Linked DNA regions of Sus scrofa: regions 1, 2 and 3 are each linked to region 4. Evidence: chromatin contacts called from public promoter capture Hi-C data. All regions are on one chromosome and are shown on one strand. Each heading gives the region's core, a stretch centred on a gene start, on an enhancer-like site or on the middle of the called end of the contact. The rest is flanking DNA. Distances are from core to core; before and after follow the strand shown.

Region 1 (2,803 bases), core at 220-2,719, 160 kb before region 4:
CCAGAGGACTTATAACCCAGGCACTCACTCTCTCTCTCTCCCAACATCTCAAGCCACCAAACTTCTTCAACCCTCTCACCTTCTACTGACCGGCATCTCCCATTCCCCAACTCTTTCTCAAGAGGGAAGAGAAAAAAGGAAAGGAAAAAAAAAAAAAAAAAAAAAAAGATCCTTCTAGAGCCAGGCTCCAAAGTTTCTCAGTTCCTGAATGACTGACAATGTTCTGCTTCCCTTTTTTGGGAGAGGAAGAGGAGGCAGGCAGTAACTTTTTCTTCCTAATGCCAAGATCCAAAACACCTCCTCTGACTATCTCTCACCCACCTCCCACCCCAAATTGACCAGCAACTCAGCTCCTTTATTTACTTCTCAGGAAGCTTATTTACCTTGATTCCCTCTTCTCAACCCCCAGATTTACTAACTCCTCTACAACCATAGGCCAGGTTTATTCCTCTTCCTCCTTTCACCCAAGGAAGGGAGCAACAAGACCACCCCTTGCCCTGAGGCTTGCAGGCCAGCGATTTAACCTCTTTCCATCCCCATGGGCCCATCAAACTCCTTCAACGCCCATGTTGACCCACTCTCCCTCCTCTAGCTGCTCTATCCTCCTTCGAGGGAACTACGAACTCAAAGCCCTCCTAATTTTCCATGCCACCAAACTTTCTTCCCTTGCTCACAGTTTTAATTCCTAAAACGATCGCCTTCAGCGTCCCTTGGAGTGGGGACGTGGGGAACAGGTATAAACCAGCTACTTCTCACCTTCCCAACCCAAGAGCCACCTCCTCTCTAACACCCTCCAGCTCTAAACTGACAACTCTCTCCTTAAACCGTCATTAGGTGCAACTTATTGAGCTCCACCTCTGTGCTGGGCGCTGCACCGACACCCAGGTCCCCCACCAGCCCGCCCCCGCGCCCCAGCCCTAGCTACCGTGTCTCCAGGGGTCTTTGGGTTCCACAGCTCCGGACACGATATCTTCGTCGGAGGGGAATGTGACGCGTTTGGCCGCAGCCTTGAGGCGCCCGTCGGCCGGGGGCGACGCGGGGCTGGGAGACCGGGCCTCGGCGGGGGCCTCCTCGGTTTCGCCGTCCGCGCCCGGCCCGGGCGGCGCCTCTTGCGGCGGGATCTCCATCGCCGCCACCTCCTCACGGGGGCCCCGGGGACATGCCCCGGGCCCCGGACTTGTCTCTCCGGACCCTCCCGCCGTCCCGGGGCATGGGCTCCGCCACTGCTTCAGGCGCCGCCTCCGTCCGCTCTCCTGGTCGTCGTAGTCGTCGCCGCCGGCAGCTCCGGCGCACCTCCCCCGAGCCCCGTGCGCGCCTGCTCGTTCGCAGCCGCACTTTCGTTAAGGGCCTGTGAACCCGTCTCGTATTCAGAAAAGCAGAAAATCACTTCAAGCTGTTTTCAGGTAGAGCTGTCTAGTGGGTTGTTTAAAGGGCAAACAAAAGGCAGAAAGGGCCACAGGAAAAAGAAGCGTGAGCGGTGAATCTGCAGAGCCGGAACTGCAGAGCGGGGGGGCGGGGCGAGGTGGACGCCGTCTCCCAGAGCAGCGCGCAAGCGCGAACCCGAGCCGCCCCCTCCCGCCCCCCGCGGGCCTCTCTCGTCACGAGCTCAGGCAACCGAGAAGGGAACGGAGTAGATAGAAAGAAAAGCCATCTGCTTGGTGGGGCTGGGCCAACCGATAAGGAGAGAAGGGGTGGAGAACTTGAAAGGAAAGGCGATAGGAACTGTGTTAATATATGAGTACAGGTTGTGGATGCTGACAGAAAGATCCTCTGCCTGGGGACAAGCCCGTCGCCACTTGCTAGTCTCTAGCCTTCTGTTTGCAGACTACAGTTTCAATAATAACTCTGTATTTGGATAGCGTTGTATAAAATACAATTTAAATTTAAAAACTAAGCGTTTCCTTGTGGCTTAGCGGGTTAAAGATCCCGAGTTGTCACTGCAGCGGCTTGGGTCACTGCTGTGGCACTGGCTCGATCCCTGGCCCAGGGAATTCCACATGCCTGTGCGGGTGCGGCCAAAATAAGAAAAAAATAAATTTAAAAACTAAAATATGAGCCACACTAAAATATTACAGCTCTGATTTAATTTTTTTAAAAACTAGACCAAAGAAGAAATGCCAAAAGCAAGGGGCGAATCTGCCACCCAAACTACCAGGCGATGGACCAGGTAGATTACTGAGCCAGTAGCAAACTAGCACGAACTCAAGCCACCCCCACACAAGTGCTCATCCAGGCGCTTAATATTCGCTCTCGCACTTTCGTCATGCTCTGCCAGCCTTTCCAGCCGCGGGGAGGGGTGGGTGGGCGGGGCTAAAACCAAAAAAGGGGACAAGAGGAGGAGCAAGCGACTCGTTGCCAAGGCAACTTGAAACCCTGGCCCAGGAATCGCCAGAGGTAGCGTTGTGAATGGACAAATGGGAGTTTAAGTTCTCCACGTGCTCCATTCAGCTTCACCACTGAAGACAGACAAAGCGAATCTCCTCTATATTTAATGGAACCTTCCCTTACATTTTTTCCTTTTGGCCACGCCTAAAGTTCTGGGCCAGGAATCCATCCCATACCACACCCGAGCCGCTGCAGCGACAACCGGGACCCTCAGCCCATTGAGTTACCAGCGAATCCCTTCACTTACATGTTTAAATTGATGTGACTATAAAGAGGGTAGAAATTACTTTTTTAAAGTAAATCTGCTGAGGAGTTCCCATCGTGGCTCAGTGGCTAACGAATCCGACTAGTATCCAAGAGGTTGCGGGTGTGATCCCTGGCCTCGCTCAGTGGGTTAAGGATCTGGCCTTGCCATGAG
Region 2 (2,700 bases), core at 182-2,681, 230 kb before region 4:
CGGCCAAGGCGGCCACATCACGGCCCGCACGACGGTACACGCCGCTCACCGCGGCCGCTACGTCGTGGTCCAGCCGCGCCTGGCTCTCGGCCAGCCGGAGCTGCAGCAGCGAAAGCGCAGGGGCGGGTGCCGGCGTCTCCTCCTCACCCCAGGTCTCCCCGGCCGTCTCCCGCTGCACCACGAGCGGAGGCAGGTCCCTCGGCGCGGCCTTCGGCTCCGGCTCCGTGTCGGAGTCGGTCTCCGCGGCCTCGCCAGCCACCCGCAGCCCCGTGGGGCGGCCACGCGTCGGGCCCGAGGGGCCCAGGTACAGCTCCTCCTCCTCCGAGACGCAGAGAGCTCCGAGTCGGTCTCGGCCGCCTCCCCCGGCACCATCGTCTCAGGCCTCCGCAGCGGCCTCCGCCGACGACTCTGGGACGCCATGGAGCCGAGCTAGGGAGAAGACGCACGAAGGGACGATGTGAGAGGCGGGCGCCCCGCGGTGGTTAAAAGGTGCAGGTTCTGGATTCTCACCCCTCCACTCTTAGCAATTTGGGGCCAACTGCTTCCCTTGCTAGGGCCTCAGTTTCCTTTTCAGCAAACAGCGCTCACCGTCCCTAATGATGATGATGTGCGGCGGGGTGGTGGCTACTGGACCCCAGCCTCTTCAGCTGACTTAGGAAAAACTGAGGACCACCAGCTCGCTCAAGGCACGAGTTCCCACACTCCCAAACTAAGCTCTTTCGGATTTTGCCTCCTAGCAGAAGCCACACCCTCCGCACCGTCCTTCGCAAGTATACGGGCTCCTGAGCCGCGCAGGGACCAACGGCTGGGTCACAGACAGGAGGACAGTCCAGCTGGACTCTGGGGAGGGTGCACCAGTGGGGGCGGGGTGGGGAACGCTATCACCGAAGACCGTACCGGGTCACCGACGCTCCGAGCCTGCGGGATCCGCTACCCAGCTGAAGTGCGCTCTTTACCGAGAAAGGAGGAAGGCGGCAGCCCCAACCAATAGGAGGGCAGGTTTTGCAGGTGTTGACGGCCAATCACCTGGGCTTCTCGGCTACCAACTAGGAAGCTAGCCCCTCAAGACCAATTTTGAGGGCGTGTGCGACGAGCCACGTGAATAGGGGCACAACCAATAGGAAAGCGGCTGGGCTGGAGCTTCCGGGTTGTGGTGTGAGGCTAGTGGACAACTAGGGATTCTAAAAGGGAAGATGTCGCGTGTAACCAGTGACTCGGCCAATGGAAATGCTCGAGGGCCCAGAAACAGGGAAGAGACGGAGGGAAGGGCGGAGATGCCTGTCACGTGCGGCCAATGTAGGAAAAGCAAGCCCTCCCCCTAGTCTCCCAGGTTCACGCGCGCACCACGAGAGCCCAGGGAAGGAAGGCGGGGCTAGTCTGAAATACCAATGGAAGCGAGAGTAGGCGGGCTCGCGCTCAGACACAGGAGGCGGGGCTTCCCCAGCTGGGCCAATGAGAGCACGAGGCGCTGGGCGGTCCTTAGGCTCTAGAGGCCGGCACATGGCGGACGCGGCACTGTTCGAGTTTCTGCACACCGAGATGGTAGCAGAGCTGTGGGCGCACGACCCAGACCCCAGCCCCGGGGTGAGCGCCGGGCCCTGGGGGTGGGGAGAAGGGGAAAAGAGGCACGGGCCGAGGCAGGAAGGCCAGATCGAGGCCGCGGGCGGCGCAGGTCGAACTCCTGCCCGCACCTGCCTCGCTTAGGTGACCTCGGGCGACGGCTTCCTCCTCTGCAAAGCGGGGGTCGCAGCAGGGCCAGCCTCGCGGGTTACTGCTAGAACTGAACGAGACAGCTCGGAGTAAAGCCCTAAGCTCAAAGCCTGGCACAAAGTAAGCGGATAGTAATTAGAATAAGTATGATTACTAGCTATATACTGAGGACTTACTGCCTGCGTCCCTCACGCTGGCTGTGAAAGCCGATTATTCGATTTCTCTGTGCCTCATTCCCTGACTTGTAAAATGGGATCATAACAGCACCCAAGACCCAAAGTGAGGCATTCATTCATTCGACAAACTTACTGAACGCCTGCTGTATTCCAAGGACTATTTTCCTGTCCTCGCGAAGTTTACTCTTTAATAGAGAAGTCAAACAATAAATAAAAGTAGACCATGCCACCAGCTAGTGAGAAGTGCTGTAAGGAAAAGTTAAGTAGAATCGAGGAAAGAAAAGGGATGGATGGTGGATGGTGGAGGAAGGCCTTTTCTGAGGAATAGAAGGGGGAAGGGCATTTGGAAGGGGGCAGGAAGTCTTCCTCAAAGCTTAGGGTAAGAAGCGTGCTTGGCAGGAGTTCCCGTCGTGGCGCAGTGGTTAACGAATCCGACTAGGAACCATGAGGTTGTGGGTTCCATCCCTGCCCTTGCTCAGCGGGTTAACGATCCGGCGTTGCCATGAGCTGTGGTGTAGGGCACAGACGCGGGCCCGGGCCCGGGCCCGCATTACTGTGGCTCTGGCATAGGCTGGTGGCTGCAGCTCCGATTAGACCCCTATCCTGGGAACCTTCATATGCCACGGGAGCAGCCCAAGAAATGGCAAAAAGACAAAAAAAATTGCTTGGCAATTTGGAAGTTGATCCTTATAAAAAATAAACGCTCACGGAGTTCCTGCCATGGTCCCTTGGACTAAGAATCCTGTCAGGGTGGAGGTGGGGGTTTGATTCCCAGCCACACACAGTAGGGATAAAAGGATCCAGGGGCTAGGAT
Region 3 (2,700 bases), core at 43-2,542, 250 kb before region 4:
TGACGTTTCTCCTTAACTCTTTTTTCTTTTTCGCCAGGCTTCTGGAAAACTTAAGTTCCCAGGCCAGGGATTCGAACCTGGGCCACAGCAGTGACCTGAGCCACAGCAGAGACGATGCTGGATCCTTAACTGCTAGGTGACCAGCAGGTACTTCTTAACTCGTTTCACCATTTGTCACACTACCCATTCTGCTCGTTTACTCTATTCACACCTGTCTTCTCTCACTATATCCGAAGTTCCGTGAGGGCAAGGTCTTTCCTGTCTTTTTTGTTCACGGCTGTACTCCAAGCACCTAGAAGATGCCTAGCACAGGAAAGTGGCATATAAATATGTTTTGAGTGACTAGATCAGGGCAATGATGGGAGAGATCAATGGTCCCTAGAAGCCCAGGGTAAACACTGTCACCAGCCTGGGGTGCAGAGGGAAAGCCTCCCCGCGGAGAGGATGAGGAAACAAGAGGAAGCACAATTCTCAGTCTGGTAGGGTGCGCTGACAACAGCCAAGCAGATAGGAGAGGCTCCAAGCCCCACCACCCGCTAGGCTCCCACCACCCGCTAGGCTCCCAGCCCCACCGCCCACTCGGCTCACCTCATGTGCATAGGCCTTGCCGATGCCACTAGTGGCTCCTGTCACCACTAGAAAGGAGAGAAGGGGCAGGGGGCAGGAGGGGAGCTTGACCAGATCCTACCCCCTGTCATCCCCTCCCCTCTCCCTCTTGTCCCTTTTCATGCCTTTTCTTGGAACCCTCCTCACGGAGACCCAGCTCCTCCTGGTTCTTGTCCGCGTCCTTCATGGACCCCAGTCGCTGACTCCTGCGCCCATCACCAGCACAGGTTTCAGGACGTCATGCATCCCAGCGCCTCCCTTACCCTGGTCGCTGCAGCCTTCGCCTATCTTCATTCCAGGAGTCCCTGGCCTCGGCCCTGATTATGGGCCCTCACCTGCCACCCGTGCTCGTTCCTGCTGCCCCCACCCCTACCTGCCTGCCAGGGAGCCCTCCTTCCTCACCTGCCCAGGCTCCGTGCGATCGGAGCCAGGCGTTGCCCCGGCGCACCTGGGGCAGCAGGTAAATATACACCGTGCTGCCCACCCCCCAGATCACCCACAGCAGCAGGCACAGGGCGGTAACTGCTCCCAGCACTCTCAGCGCATCCCACTCCGACTCCATCCCAACTCTAGCCAGCAAGTCACCCAAGCGACGGCTGGGGCCGCAGCCTTGGTGAGCCTCTATTTCAAGCCTGGCCTGCGGCTCCGCGTGAGCCCCTCCCACTCCGCCAGGCGAGTGTTCCGCCGCGCCCCTCCCTCGAGCCACGCCCCACTGGAATATAGTCTACCCGATGGCCACACCTATCCGCCCAAGCACCGCCCCTGACGCTCTCGCCCGGCCCTCCTTGGGCCTACGGTGAGTCCCGAATGCCTGCGGAGCGGGTCGGCAAACAGCCTCCGCTCAGCCCACAGAGCTGAGCAAAGGCTGCTCACAGATGCCCTTTGTTTGGGTCACTGGAGTCCATCTATGGTTGGTGCGGGCCAGAGCTAATAATAGCAATCAATCGCGAAGGGCTTTTGTCAATACAGTGTGTCAGAAAAACTTGACTTACAGATACCTGCTTGCGGGATTACAGTGGTTTTAATTCCTTTTTTTGTTGCTTTTTAGGGCCGCGCCTGCGGCATATGGAGGTGCCCAGGCTGCATCAGAGCTGTAGCTGCCGGCCTCCACCACAGCCACAGCAACCCTGGATCCCAGCCATATCTGCGACCTACACCACAGCTCGTGGCAACGCCAGATCCTTAACCCATGGAGCGAGGCCAGGGATCGAACCCGCCACCTCAGGTTCCTCGTCGGATTCGGTGCCGCTGCGCCACGACGGGAACTCCCTTCCCCCTTTGCACATTCTTCTTTCTCCCCCCTGCTTTACTTTTGGTTGTTTAACAATAACGTATTGTAATTATTATTTAATAATAAATTATAATTAGGTGATAATGAATTAGAGTTATTATTATACGATACAATTGTTACTTAATAATAAATTCATGTGGTAGAATATATGCAACATAAATTTTACCTTTATTTATTTTTTTAAAGCCATGCCTGTGTCACGTGGAAGTTGTTGGGCCAGGGATGAAACCCAAGCTACAGCGTGGACAATGCCAAATCCTTAACTGCTAGGTCACCAAAGAACCCCAGATTTTACCATTTTAACCTTTAAGTGGATGTGTAATTCATCAATAATTCCAAATATTGTGCAAATTTTCACCACTATCCATTTTCAGAAATATTTCATCATCCCTGATAAAAGGCAGATAACAGGTCCCCAGTGCAGTCACTCGTGCTAACAGCCTGGTCAGAAAAACAAAATTTAATAAATAACCTAACTGCAGTTTTAACCTTCTGGAATTTAACCTTTAGCCATTCAACCTAGAATCACCTCCTCAGTACAGTGAGATAATCCTCCCAATAAGCCCTTCCATTTCCCTTAGGAAGGTGGCCTTGACTGAAACAACACATTCTTCATTTGTCTTTAGAAAACCTTCCTTTTCCACAGCTCAGTGGAGCTCCTTTCTGTTATCCAATTTATGAAGCATTGCCTAAAAGCCAATTTGATCTTTAAATTTACTCAGTTGAATTTCTGTTATTTAACAGATTTGGTGACAGAGGTGGAACCAAAGACTAAGGACAAAAGGAGTCATACATGAATGTGC
Region 4 (2,700 bases), core at 85-2,584:
GGCACTTTATTCCTGCCTGGATGCTGGTTGGGGGTGAGGTGCATTATTTCTGGACTCTTGGTCCCCAGACTCTACACTGGTCGCCACGGAGTGGTTAGTCTGGCAACAAGGAGCCCACACCTTTAGGCTGCAATAAAAGGGCTGTGTGGGCAGATGCAGGGGGATGGGGGGGATGACCCCTGGAGGAAGAGGGGCCCAGGAAGGCTCACCTGGAAATGATTACTCAAACCTTTGTTGACTGTGAGCTTGACACCTTCCATCTGAATAGGAAACAGCTCTGAGAAAGAGAGAATGCTGGTTGTCACACTCCGAACACACACACACACACACACACACACACACACACACACACACACACACACACCTCTTCTCAGGTGCCTTCCTTCCCTAGAATCCTCACTCTCCATTCCCCAGGTACCCACAAGCAACACATTGCAAAGTACCCCAACCAATACAGAGGCAAAACAGCCTAGTGTTTTGATGTGCTCAGGATCAAGGCCTTTGCCTACATCCAAATCCCAGGGCCACCACTTACTGCCAGTGTGACAGGAGACACGTCAACTCATCTCAGTCTGTCAATTTTATCAACTGGAAGTTGAGGATATTCACCGCATAGAACTATTGCAAGGGTTTCATGAGTTAACACGTACTGAGTGCCAGTGCTCAGGATGTGGCCACCACTCTTCCATCATAACTATTCCACATCGGGATCCAAAAGCCTTGGCTTCTACCCCCACTGCCCCTTGCTGTCACGGTGACCTTGGGCCTCAGTTTCCCTCACGATCACATGAGGCTGGCTTGGCTGATTCCTGGGGTTCCTGAGGTCCCTAAAGCTTTTCTCTGCTGCCTTGGCATTCCATCCCAAGGTTCCACCATTTGATCCCATCGTTCTAAGCCCCGAGTTCAACGTTGCACCATTCGACTCCAACATCAGCTCCTAACGCTGTGTTCAATGATTCCAGTGGTCCGTGCCAATTCCCAAGGTCCTCAGTGTTCTCCCCCTCCCCCCGAGATCCGGGCCATCACACTCCCGCCGGGCCCCTAGCCCCTCACCCTTGCACTTCCGGTGGCACTCCTCGAACGTGCCCGGGTTGGGCAGGCAGCCACAGGCCCCATCATCCCCGGTCCCTCCAGCGTTAGCGGCCGCAGTCCCAGGGGTCCGTTCGGAACCTCGACCTGTACCAGCCCCAGCGCCCAGGCCGCCCCCGAGCGGCGGCAGCGTGAAGCCGGGAGGAGAGGGCGGAGGCGAAGGCAGTCCCACGAGGGGAGGCGCAGGTGGCGGCGGCGGCCCTGCAGGCGGCGAACTAGCGGCCAAGACGTTCCCCATGGTCGCCTGCAAAGGGAAGGGTCAGAGGGCAGAGGTCAAGGCCCACGGGCTCCAAGCCCTGTCCCCAGCCAACACCCCCTTGCTCGTAACCCCGGTTCTCACCCGCGGCAGCGCCTCCTCCCGGTCTGGGCTCCGCTCCCACCCCGTGCGCCACGCGCAACCGAACCCGCTGCCGCCGCCGCCGCCACCGTCGCCCCGCCCCCCCCAGTCCATTGGTTTAACGGGCCCTTGCGTCCGCCCACCGGCTTCAGGGTCTGGCCTTACTATTGGTGTCGTGGATGAGAGTTCCACCCACTTCCTTGGAACGTCCTTTTCTGTTGGTTCCCACTCGCAGACAGGTCAAAGCACACCTCCCCGTCCTTCCCACTGGCTTGGAGAGCCCACGCCGATTGGTTCGCGATGCCGCGGGTTCCGGTGCTCGCCCGCCATTGGCCTGTGCTGCTTGCTTTGCAACGCCCTTTTGACGTATCGCCTCCGCCCCTTTCCAGAAGTCACCCCCCCCACACTTTCGACTCCGCCCCGCGGCGAAGTTGCCATGTTTATTGGTCGGCCTTGGTCCTTGACGCATCCTGATTGGCTCCGGCAGGTACAAGGTCCTACCCTATTGACGTAATCTATCTGGTGTGTTCATTGGCTAAAGTGCCGGGGTCAAAGGACATGGATAAAGGTGGGTTGCGCGGCAGAGGCTGCTAGGCAGCAAGGTCAGGCCTCGCGTCCCACCAGGCTTCGCGGCAAAGGGGCGGCCCCCTAGTCCTGAGTCGCGGACCGAAAGCCGGAAGTGCTGGCCGTTCCCACAGTGCCACGGGAGAATTCTAACCCGTTACATGAACCCTGTCCTGTTTCTTGTTACCCACAATGCCCCTTACCTATTTAACAGGACAGTTGCCGTAGACCCACCCCTTTCGTTACCCATGATGTCTTCTGGGTCTCCTCCCACCCCTGGCCAAGTCGCTGCGGCTTCTATCTTTGGCCCATTCATTCAGGTCCCATTACCCAGCATGCCTTCCGTCCCATTCATTTCAGTTTGGTTGCCTGTACTACCTTTAGCCCCTTTATGCCCGTTCATTCCCTTCATTCTTCTAGCTCTTCCTTAATTGAGCATCTAGTTTTGGGTCCATTACACATCAGCTCCATTATTCATCCCTCTGTCCCTGGCTTATTCATTCGGATCTATTACCCATCGTGCCCTGAGCTCCTATTAAAACAATACTGGAGTTCCCGTCGTGGCGCAGTGGTTAACGAATCCGACTAGGAACCATGAGGTTGTAGGTTCGATCCCTGGTCTTTCTCAGTGGGTTAAGGATCCCGCGTTGTGGTGAGCTGTGGTGTAGGCTTGGATCCCGCGTTGCTGTGGCCGTGGTCTAGGTCGGCGG

Evidence for each region. Promoter capture Hi-C pulls out the DNA fragments that hold promoters and counts their contacts.
Region 1: a promoter capture Hi-C map of liver shows a contact between it and region 4, with 4 times the contacts expected there. The contact joins the promoter of PPP1R37 here to the promoter of TOMM40 in region 4. A contact is called at or near these places in 4 of 5 promoter capture datasets (fetal liver, fetal skeletal muscle and liver) and 2 of 2 datasets of contacts at active chromatin or transcription factors (alveolar macrophages and skeletal muscle).
Region 2: a contact with region 4 is called in a promoter capture Hi-C map of fetal liver, with 2.7 times the contacts expected there. The contact joins the promoter of TRAPPC6A here to the promoter of TOMM40 in region 4. A contact is called at or near these places in 3 of 5 promoter capture datasets (fetal liver, fetal skeletal muscle and liver), 4 of 47 Hi-C or Micro-C datasets (alveolar macrophages, embryonic fibroblasts, retroperitoneal adipose tissue and 1 more) and 2 of 2 datasets of contacts at active chromatin or transcription factors (alveolar macrophages and skeletal muscle).
Region 3: a promoter capture Hi-C map of liver shows a contact between it and region 4, with 2.4 times the contacts expected there. The contact joins the promoter of LOC110261008 here to the promoter of TOMM40 in region 4. A contact is called at or near these places in 3 of 5 promoter capture datasets (fetal liver and liver), 3 of 47 Hi-C or Micro-C datasets (alveolar macrophages, retroperitoneal adipose tissue and subcutaneous adipose tissue) and 1 of 2 datasets of contacts at active chromatin or transcription factors (skeletal muscle).

The regions. Positions count from the first base shown.
Region 1 is chr6:51,521,624-51,524,426 of Sscrofa11.1, reverse strand. PPP1R37 (protein phosphatase 1 regulatory subunit 37) reads right to left here and starts at 1,469. Exons shown (of 14, transcript XM_021094533.1): 1 at 926-1,469. The coding sequence starts at 1,127.
Region 2 is chr6:51,588,227-51,590,926 of Sscrofa11.1, reverse strand. TRAPPC6A (trafficking protein particle complex subunit 6A) reads left to right here and starts at 1,431. Exons shown (of 6, transcript XM_021094535.1): 1 at 1,431-1,584. The coding sequence starts at 1,453. BLOC1S3 (biogenesis of lysosomal organelles complex-1, subunit 3) reads right to left here and starts at 430. Exons shown (of 2, transcript NM_001098586.1): 1 at 327-430; 2 at 1-324. The coding sequence starts at 420.
Region 3 is chr6:51,605,647-51,608,346 of Sscrofa11.1, reverse strand. It overlaps LOC110261008 (very-long-chain 3-oxoacyl-CoA reductase-B-like), which reads right to left and starts at 1,292. Exons shown (of 11, transcript XM_021094536.1): 1 at 1,009-1,292; 2 at 589-635. The coding sequence starts at 1,168. LOC110261007 (a long non-coding RNA gene) reads left to right here and starts at 2,139. Exons shown (of 2, transcript XR_002344690.1): 1 at 2,139-2,700.
Region 4 is chr6:51,358,790-51,361,489 of Sscrofa11.1, reverse strand. It overlaps TOMM40 (translocase of outer mitochondrial membrane 40), which reads right to left and starts at 1,334. Exons shown (of 9, transcript NM_001315748.1): 1 at 1,054-1,334; 2 at 210-277. The coding sequence starts at 1,327.